Regions from separate parts of the Solanum lycopersicum genome. Here region 1 is linked to region 2. A link is a contact called in public HiChIP or PLAC-seq data. All regions are on one chromosome and are shown on one strand. Each heading gives the region's core, a stretch centred on a gene start, on an enhancer-like site or on the middle of the called end of the contact. The rest is flanking DNA. Distances are from core to core; before and after follow the strand shown. Region 1 has its middle 3.3 kb from the start of LOC138338701. Region 2 has its middle 3.9 kb from the start of LOC101267454.

What was found. HiChIP or PLAC-seq counts read pairs in DNA pulled down with a chosen protein or histone mark.
Region 1: an RNA polymerase II HiChIP or PLAC-seq map of leaf shows a contact between it and region 2, with 2.7 times the contacts expected there. The contact joins two enhancer-like sites. A contact is called at or near these places in 1 of 8 Hi-C or Micro-C datasets (leaf mesophyll) and 1 of 1 datasets of contacts at active chromatin or transcription factors (leaf).

The regions. Positions count from the first base shown.
Region 1 is chr10:10,577,999-10,582,371 of SLM_r2.1, forward strand. No RefSeq gene overlaps it. Among protein-coding and RNA genes, the nearest start is that of LOC138338701, 3.3 kb to the left of the region's middle. Within about 2 kb of position 2,658, at least 2 of the 2 cell types and tissues checked have open chromatin away from gene starts, as enhancers often do. A contact at or near this core is called in leaf, where this site is marked.
Region 2 is chr10:10,435,889-10,440,416 of SLM_r2.1, forward strand. No RefSeq gene overlaps it. Among protein-coding and RNA genes, the nearest start is that of LOC101267454, 3.9 kb to the right of the region's middle. Within about 2 kb of position 1,298, at least 2 of the 2 cell types and tissues checked have open chromatin away from gene starts, as enhancers often do. A contact at or near this core is called in leaf, where this site is marked.

The sequences.
Region 1 (4,373 bases), core at 1,408-3,907, 140 kb after region 2:
TATCCATAATTCATTTAATACCTTTTTACTTGACCCATTAATTGATTTAGGTTAGTGGGGTTAGTTTATTTATTTTACTTAATTAACATTAGAAGGGCAGAAAACAAAAGAGGTAGAAATTGATTTATCTTTGGGCAGCGTAGATTACAGAACGTGAGGGAACCAACGAAATCTTCAGGTAAGTTATAATGTGTTGCTATGATTATCGTTGTGTTAGAATGTGAAAATTGAAACAAGTACTGATTGTTGTCAGCGTTAATCGCTGATGTCGTACGTTCTAGAAAATGGAGGCTTAATGGTTGCTTAAAGGGTTAACTTATTATTATTATATGATAAAAGGTTATATGGTCTTTTATATGCAGTTTATAGGAAATTGTTTTCACGTGAATGTTGATAGAAAAGTAAGGTCAAACATTGCTGACCAATGAGAGTTATTGTGGGTTTATTAAGTTGATGTATAAACATTATAATTGGAATTGGTTGGTGAGGGTGTAAGTGTTTTGCCATATTTTGTCCTTTATTTCTGTAGTTAAGGTTATTGCTGGCACAATTCAAAGTATAACTATTCAATATTCTATAGTCGTTTGACTCAACTTTCATATATGGAGATGTGTAATTAATTATTAGGTGTTATTTTATATGATCTAATATTGAATTGTAGTCCATTTGAAGAGGTCAGAGTTAAGTTCTTAGCTTGAAATTTAGCAAGTATGAAAAAATTTGGCATACCAATATATATCAAGATTTGGAGTTTGGTTGAAAATATGAGTGAGTTTTAGCGTCTATGATAGACATATAATAATTTGAATGTCTACAAAAAATTGCTTACTTATGAATATTGCAAAATTGGTAGATTGGGAACGTTCTGAAACCTTGCAAAAAGGAAAGGAAAAATCTTAAAAGATTCGTGGCACAAGTTCGGCATCTAAGGTATGTTAAGACTTTTTAGACTTGTTGAAGGACATTTTCCTAATTAAAGATTAAAAAATGAAAATAAACAAGGGGTAAGGGGCAAAGATGGTGGTCTCGTATCAATGGTGTGACGGACATTGGTACGAGTACCGGTGTTATAAAAAGGAAAAGTACTATTATAAAATGTGGAGTGAAATTTGAGAATGCCAAAGCATATGGGCATTAGCTGATATGTTATTGACTTGAATTCCTTGTGTGATTGTGTTTTATTTATTTCACCCGTATAGTTGAGATAATTGAGGTGGTTATGTATTATATTCATATTGATTGATTGAGATGCATCATCATTCCCTCTATTGAAACAATATTGTGCACATGCATAGAGATGAGACTGAGTATAAGTTGGGCACGTGGAGATCGTCCGTGCTGGGGATGGTGAGATTTTAAGATTGTAATTTGGGCACGTGGAGACTATCCGTGCGAAAATTGTTTAATATTATGATAGTGCGTTGAGATCGTCCGCACAGACATGTGGAGATCGTCCGTGTCGGTATATGGACCTCGCGAGTCCCCCATGGGTCATGAACTCTCGATGTATTTCCGAGGAGTATCATGTATATACGGTTGAGTGAGTACTGGGTATTCTGAGACATATCATTGCATGACATCATATTGCATTGCATTTCATCCCATCATTCATTCTTGATGACCATATGTTTCGTTTGGTGTTTGGAAAATATTAAATGTTGATTTCCTTTATTGATGAAACTTAAATAGTAAGTGTAATATATATATATATATATATATATACTTGTACAATCTAAGAATTTATTTTCTTATATAACTCCCGTCACTACTTCTTCGGGGGTCGGTCAATGAGACATACTGAGTACACGTGGTTTCGTACTCATACTACACTTGTTGCACTCTTTGTGGTGCAGATTCGATTCCAAGTAGGAGCATATCTCGAGGAGCAGTTTGAGTCCGAATTTGTAGTGTCTTGGAGTTGTGGTGAGCTGCTTTGCTGTTCCGTGGCCCACACCTCCCTCTATCTTTTACTTATTCTGTTATTCAGTATTCAGACAGAATATCCCTTATGTTAGATTTGCCTTTTTAGTTTCAGACTTGCATCGTATTTTAGAAGCTCTTGTACTCATGACACCATTTCTTGGGTAGTATTTTTTTTTCAGTTTTCCGCATTGGTACTTATAAGAACTCAGTGTTGGAGATTTGGAAATTGTTGTCTTTTCACATCTTGTTAGTTATGTTTGTTAAAATATGTTGGTTGGCTTACCTATTGTTTGGGAATATAGGTGCCATCACGACTCGTGATTTTGGGTCGTGACAATATTTCAAAAAACTATTATAATTCATATATATTGCATACATAATTCATCTTTATTTCATATTGCAGATTTTACATAATTACTATAAATGATAATAAATAAAAAATATCGCTAAAATTATTAATTATTTATTAAAATGTATCAATTTATGTAGTTTTTCAAAAAAAAAAAAAGAAAGAAAGAATGTATCATATGAATTAAAATAGATTAAGTAACAGTACTATACGTTGAAAAGAGTTTGCATCAACAAATTTAAAGTTGAAAACTTTGGAATAACCAATAAATTACAAAGGTTCGAATGTAAATAAAAAGAAGAAAAAGGGGGTTTGTGTAAAGGCAGCAAGAAGACAAATAAAGATTTGATAGTATCCAACGTACGACATATAGTTATTTCAAATAATATAATAATAAGAGCAAGTGGGAAAATATCCACTCACGGAAACTATCAGACAACTTGTCTACTCTCTCTCTTCCTAAGTACAACTAAAATTATGCTCAAGTTATTTTCAAACAAAGAATATCTTTTTAACTTTTAAATTAGTTCGCTTCAAATGTTTTACTTGTTTATCTAGAGTTTATTGAGAATAATTTTTTTTATTTATAATAGGAGTTAAGATAAAATGATAATTAACCTTTTATTCTTAATTAAATGTCATTAATTTAAATGTTTTTGAATACAAAATCATCTTTATTAAGGATTAGTTTTACCTTAATGTGAAACTTTTCGATCCAAATTTATATTAGAATTCAATATAATTATTTGATATTGAATGAAAATATGTCTACATTTTACTCAGGGAATTATATATATATTGAGCATATTATTATTAGTCATCGAGATCAAATTTTTTTAAAAAAAAAAGAAAATTAATGAGTTAGCTGAATTCTGCCCAAATTGATAATCTAAATAGAATCATATTTATTTTTTGTATTTAAAGGATCTGTTATTTGAACATTCTTAATTTACCTTACTAGAGTAAAGATAAGAAAATTTCGATATAATGTAATTTGCCGATCAAACACTATGGTATTAAACTAATAAGGACATAATTCAACATAATCCTTTACAATTTAAATTATAAAAAATAAAATATAAATGTTAATATTCATGCAATATTTAGGTAAAAAAATGATATCTAAATCTAATTCTAACTCAAATATTAATTTATATGAAAAAGAAAGATAACTCAAATCCATAGTATAAGTAAACTACGCGTTGATTCTCTAATCAATTTGAACTTTAATCGACTCTATAATTAATAATGTATTGTTTTAAAAAGTTAAAAAACTTTTAATTTTATAATCTTAATTCATTTTTTCTATATAATAAAAAAAGTTTCAGAGGAAGGGTTTGCATTTGGTGGGAAAAGGCTGACACATACGTTGACTCTGTGTCGGTTAAGAGTTTATGCACTTTGAGAAGTTGAGATATTAATTTATATTCACATTTCAACAACTCTCTCAACACCTCCTACCCACTCTCCCTTTCACCACAAGAAAATATCATAATTTTCTTCCAATAAAAAACAAGAAAAGTGTTAGAATTCAATATTTAAATTTTTTACAAAATTAAGAATTTGACATATTTTTACATATTCAGTGCCAGAGACGTATTCAGATGTAAAAGTGAGTCTGCTTCTTTTTTTTTTTTTTAAAACAACTGTGAACATTACCATTGATAATAAAACGAGAATTACAGCTTTGAACACCTAACAACAAAACATTCCTAATCTATTCACCTCTCCTCACAGCTGGTTACCAGTTAAAGTTTAAATAGAACTCCTATATTTATACAGTTATTTTAATTTTCAAAATCTACAGATCGTGTTACTACAAACACTTTAAGTTTGCTTGTATTTGCACTTTAAAGATGTCTGTACTATTGGACTACATTATATTGTTGTGTCAAAGATGATCAGAATATACTTTATTTATTTTACTTATATATATACGATATAATTTTTTCGACGAACGATATTCAATCCAATGTAGTGAATATAAACTACATTTGTTCTAGATAGTAAAATTATAGTTTGAACCTAGTGGACGTTGTAATTTGTGAGTTAGAAACTGGATTCATTATTACTTTTGATTTCATAACAGTTTTAACATATT
Region 2 (4,528 bases), core at 48-2,547:
GAGGAGAATTTGGAAAATGTTTTCCATAATTTTTGAAGGGAAGTCGTTTTCCTTAATTTTGAGGAAAATGAGTTGATTTGGAAAACATTTTTCAAAACTTTTGTCCCAACCAAACATGAGAAAATTGGAAAACATTTTCCAGAAAATGTTTTTCTTCATACCAAACACACTCGTAATCCCACTAAATTCGACAATTCAGACATAATGAAATTGTTAGATTTTTGCAAAAAGATCAATTGATAGAAATAATCCTCCCGAACCTCTCTTTAGGCTAAAAGCTCAACATCCTGCCTATAACACCCAAAACTCAACTTAAGGCCTTGAAACTTTGTCCACCACCCTACTAGCTTTAACAAAATGTTCCATATGCAATGAAACTAACGAAAATATCCTTCGATGCTTGAATCTCAAAATGTTGATCAAGGTCAACTATATCAATATAATTCAATTAAAAGGCTCAAAAACACTAAAATATCACCCGATCGCTTTAGGACCCATACTAACTGTTCCCGCAACACAAGTTAAGTATGAAAACACCAAGAGGAAGGGAAAATTGTTCATTTCACAAATAAAAGTAATTTCACAAGAAATAAGACATTATACCTAAAAATCTCCTTGCTTGTACTTATCCTTATTGATATTTTTATTTTTTAATAAAAGTCCGCTAGACTATCCGTCTAGGGGTAATACTTTAAAAAATTAAAATTAAAAAAGTGTAGTGAAGCCCCTTTGTTAAGTCTCGAGTATGTATTTCTTTGTGAGAGAAGTATTGAAAACATAAATTATTAATTTCATTCTAAAATATTGATAGTCTTAAAAGTACTCCTCTATTGACTATCTAAACTTAGATGCACCCCGATCTGTCATATGACATGACAAGTGATCTCAGTTTTTTGTAGCATCATGAGGCTCTTAATAAAAAAAATTGAGAAAAGTGCTGAAAACATATCTAAACTTGGCGAGAATTGAAGAGTGTATTTGGCTCATATTACAAGATCAATGATGTATTTAAATTTAGTTAATCAAATAAAAAGACGTTTTAAAAATTTCAATAATTTAAAATAAAATAAATAATTCACGCCGAATTTATAGATATGTTTGATACTTTTTTTTTCTTTTTAGAAACGGGTGATCTGTCCCATTTAGTTTTGTACTTAGCACTTTGATATTAATAAAAATTATTTTTTCTAATTATTTATTATCAATATGAAAATGACGTGAAGAGAGAAGTATGAGTATGAACTCAATGTGTAGAAGGAGGAGGCAAAATGAGTTGTTAAATTTCGTGGAAGTTTCAAAGAAAACATTGAAGGTAAACCAACATCTATACGTCAACTCTTCCTATATCATCATAACACTAAAGATAAATTACCTACTCATAATAATTACTATATACACCATATGAAATTACCACATATTTTACTCATACATTTATTACTATATAATTTTTATTTTTATGAAAACAGGTAAAAAAAAAAAAAGCATCTAAGAATATATATTGATAATGATTTAAATTTGTTCTTCATTTTATTTAGGAAAAATGAAAGAAATCCCATATTTTAAATTCTCCTATTACCATTATTTCTTATTAGTTTTACAAATCTCCAAAATTCCTTATTTTTGCGCATCAGATTAATGTATCAGCGCATCATATTAATGTATCTCATGTATTAGATTAAGGTATCACTTCATCAGAATAGTGTATCATGTATAAAATGTACATCAAATTAGTTTATCCTATATAAAATGTAATTTATCTTACTTAATGATTAATGTATCTCGAATATCAGATTAATGTATCAGCAATTATAAAATTGTATCAGTTTGAATGATTTCTCTAATTATAAACTTATAAGGAATAAATGGTGATTTTACCTTAAAAATAAGTGATTTCAATCCTTATCCTTTATTTATTGGACTTCAACAATCATTAACATTTATTTTCTAGTTAAAAACACTATTACTTTTACCCTTCGTTCAATCTTATTTGTCCTCCAACCGCCCACGTGTGTGTCTGAGTCAGTGCTGGCAGTCGCCTTCATTGAGTTAGGTGTATTACTATCGGCCCTACCAGGTAACATCTACCTACACAAGCTCGATCAGGAGATAGGGAGGATCCGACAGAAGTACGAAATTCCGACTAATTTGGATGAGTTGAGTCTAACATTAATGTGGACCAATGAATCATTACTATTTATTTAATTAAAATTCAGATATATCATCTCATAATTTTGTTAAAATAAGGGGCGTATATTTATTTTACTTTTTGTTATCGTAAAAGACTATTGGAGTGAATAGAACATGGAGGGAGAGACATTTTGAACACAAAAATTAATGTTAAGGGCAATAGTAGTCAAATAAGTAGAAAAAACAAAAATTCAAACCCTATATCGAAGATGTTGTTTCATCCTTTTCAAAAATACATCTTAAATTTATCATGTATTTCAATTTGTTGTATAAAGTATTTTGTCTTATTATTATTCGTTTCATTTTATTTTTATCCTTTTATTAAAAAAAGGATTTCATTTTACTTATTCAATATTTTAATTCTCTCTTTTTTTCCCTAGACTTTTAGTTTTAAATAACTACATAAAATGGTAATAGCCAGATTAGAGCTCCAAAACATTATAATAAAGTTAATTTAATAAAGTACTCACTTAGTGAAAATTTTGTTAAGAAATGTACTATATCAACATCAGCCAAGTGATATAAATTGGAAGAAATATATAAAAGTCATTAACCTTATCATGGTTTATTATTGATTAAAAAAATAATTCTAAAAGGACTTCACCGTTTGACTCATCAAAGTTAAACCAAACTCTATGATTTTTTGTACTCTTGAAAAGAAAATATACAAGGAGAAACAAATAATTTTCATAATAGATGGGGTAAATTTTTAGCCCTTGTAAAACTAATGTTGATCTCGATGGATGAAGTCATGATAGAAAAAAAGAGAGGAGATCGAATGAGTTTAGTCTAAATTTGAATCTTAATAAATTTCAAAGTCAAAGAGTTTCTCTTCAATAATAATAAAATATTTATAAATGACATCTAATTTAATATGAAGAAGCAATATTTTTAGACGTGAACTCTCTACTATATCCGATGCACAAAACATGATAATGACGAAATTATCAACTATCAATCTCAAAAATTTGTGACGATTTTGTGACCACGTGATCATACTAACTCAAGTGTAATCTAAAATAGACATTTTAAGAATCTAGACTAACATTTTTGTAATATTATATAAGAGATTTTGTTCTATAAATAACTTCTTGCGCGGAAGTGTGGACTTTCACTTTTTGTTTTTTCTAGTCTTCTATTTTCAAAATTTGATATTAATGAATTATTTTACTTTAATCCGTATGATTACGTACTTTGGTTGTTGGTATCGCCAGATTCTAGGCAGCAAAAAAAAGTGATCGGATTTAATTTATTTGCCTTTAATTCTATTTTAATAAACTTAAATTACTTGGTATTTATAGGATGCTCATTTTTAAATTTTGCAGTCCTTTCAAAAAATAATGATCAATATAAATAGTTAATCACCATACCATATTAATTGATATATATTCATAGATCTTATAAAATAAGTAGTTAATAGTGTATATAAAAATAATAAATGAAAGCAAAGGCACACCTAGAAGAGGGTAAGGTGTTTTACCCAAACCCATCATAATAAAAAAATTACATCATATATAAAGTATTTTTAATGCACAAATATATTTTGAATCCCCTGGAAAAACGATTTAGAGTCTAAGAAGTTGATCATAACCATAAAATAGATAATTTATAATAGTTTTAAAAATTATTTATACTAATGATATTATTTTTGAATTTTTGTTGTTTGTGATAAGAAAGGTCAAAGAAAAACAAACATATTGATTAATGCACCTACCCCCACCACTACACATAACTCATAAAAGTAAACATCAACCAAAATTCTCTTAAAGAAAATCAATTAGTCAGAAGAAATTTAAAAAAATAAAATAAGATGTTGATGTAAAATTATTCTTTAAAATCCTTATAATATATAGTTTAATTTTGGTGGACCCTGACCACATAAATATTTTTTGAGCAAAAACAGCTTCCATGCAGGAGACAGCTTGACTTGTGGACCTCTTATACCCTTTAACAGTATATTCACCAATAGAAATAACTATCACTTTCACAATCACTTATTTTTTTACCATATGATAATTATTTTATTTTTTACCCTCTACTTTTTTTTTACTGCCACTTCACAGGAATAATAAAATATCAAAGTAGCAGACAAAATAAAATAATGCATACACTATAAATGGTAATACACCTGCATGAGCTTACCTGCCATGTCCAAGTCTTGTACCAAAAAAGAAACTTGAGTTTTAATTTTTGTACTATATATTATCAAAATAATAATTATGAGTAGTTCAATTCGTTTATAACAAGTGAAATTAATTATTTCTAAAATAAAACAGACAGCATGCTATAACAAGTTAAATAATACAGATTCTTCAATGGATTCATGAACTAAATTAAAAAA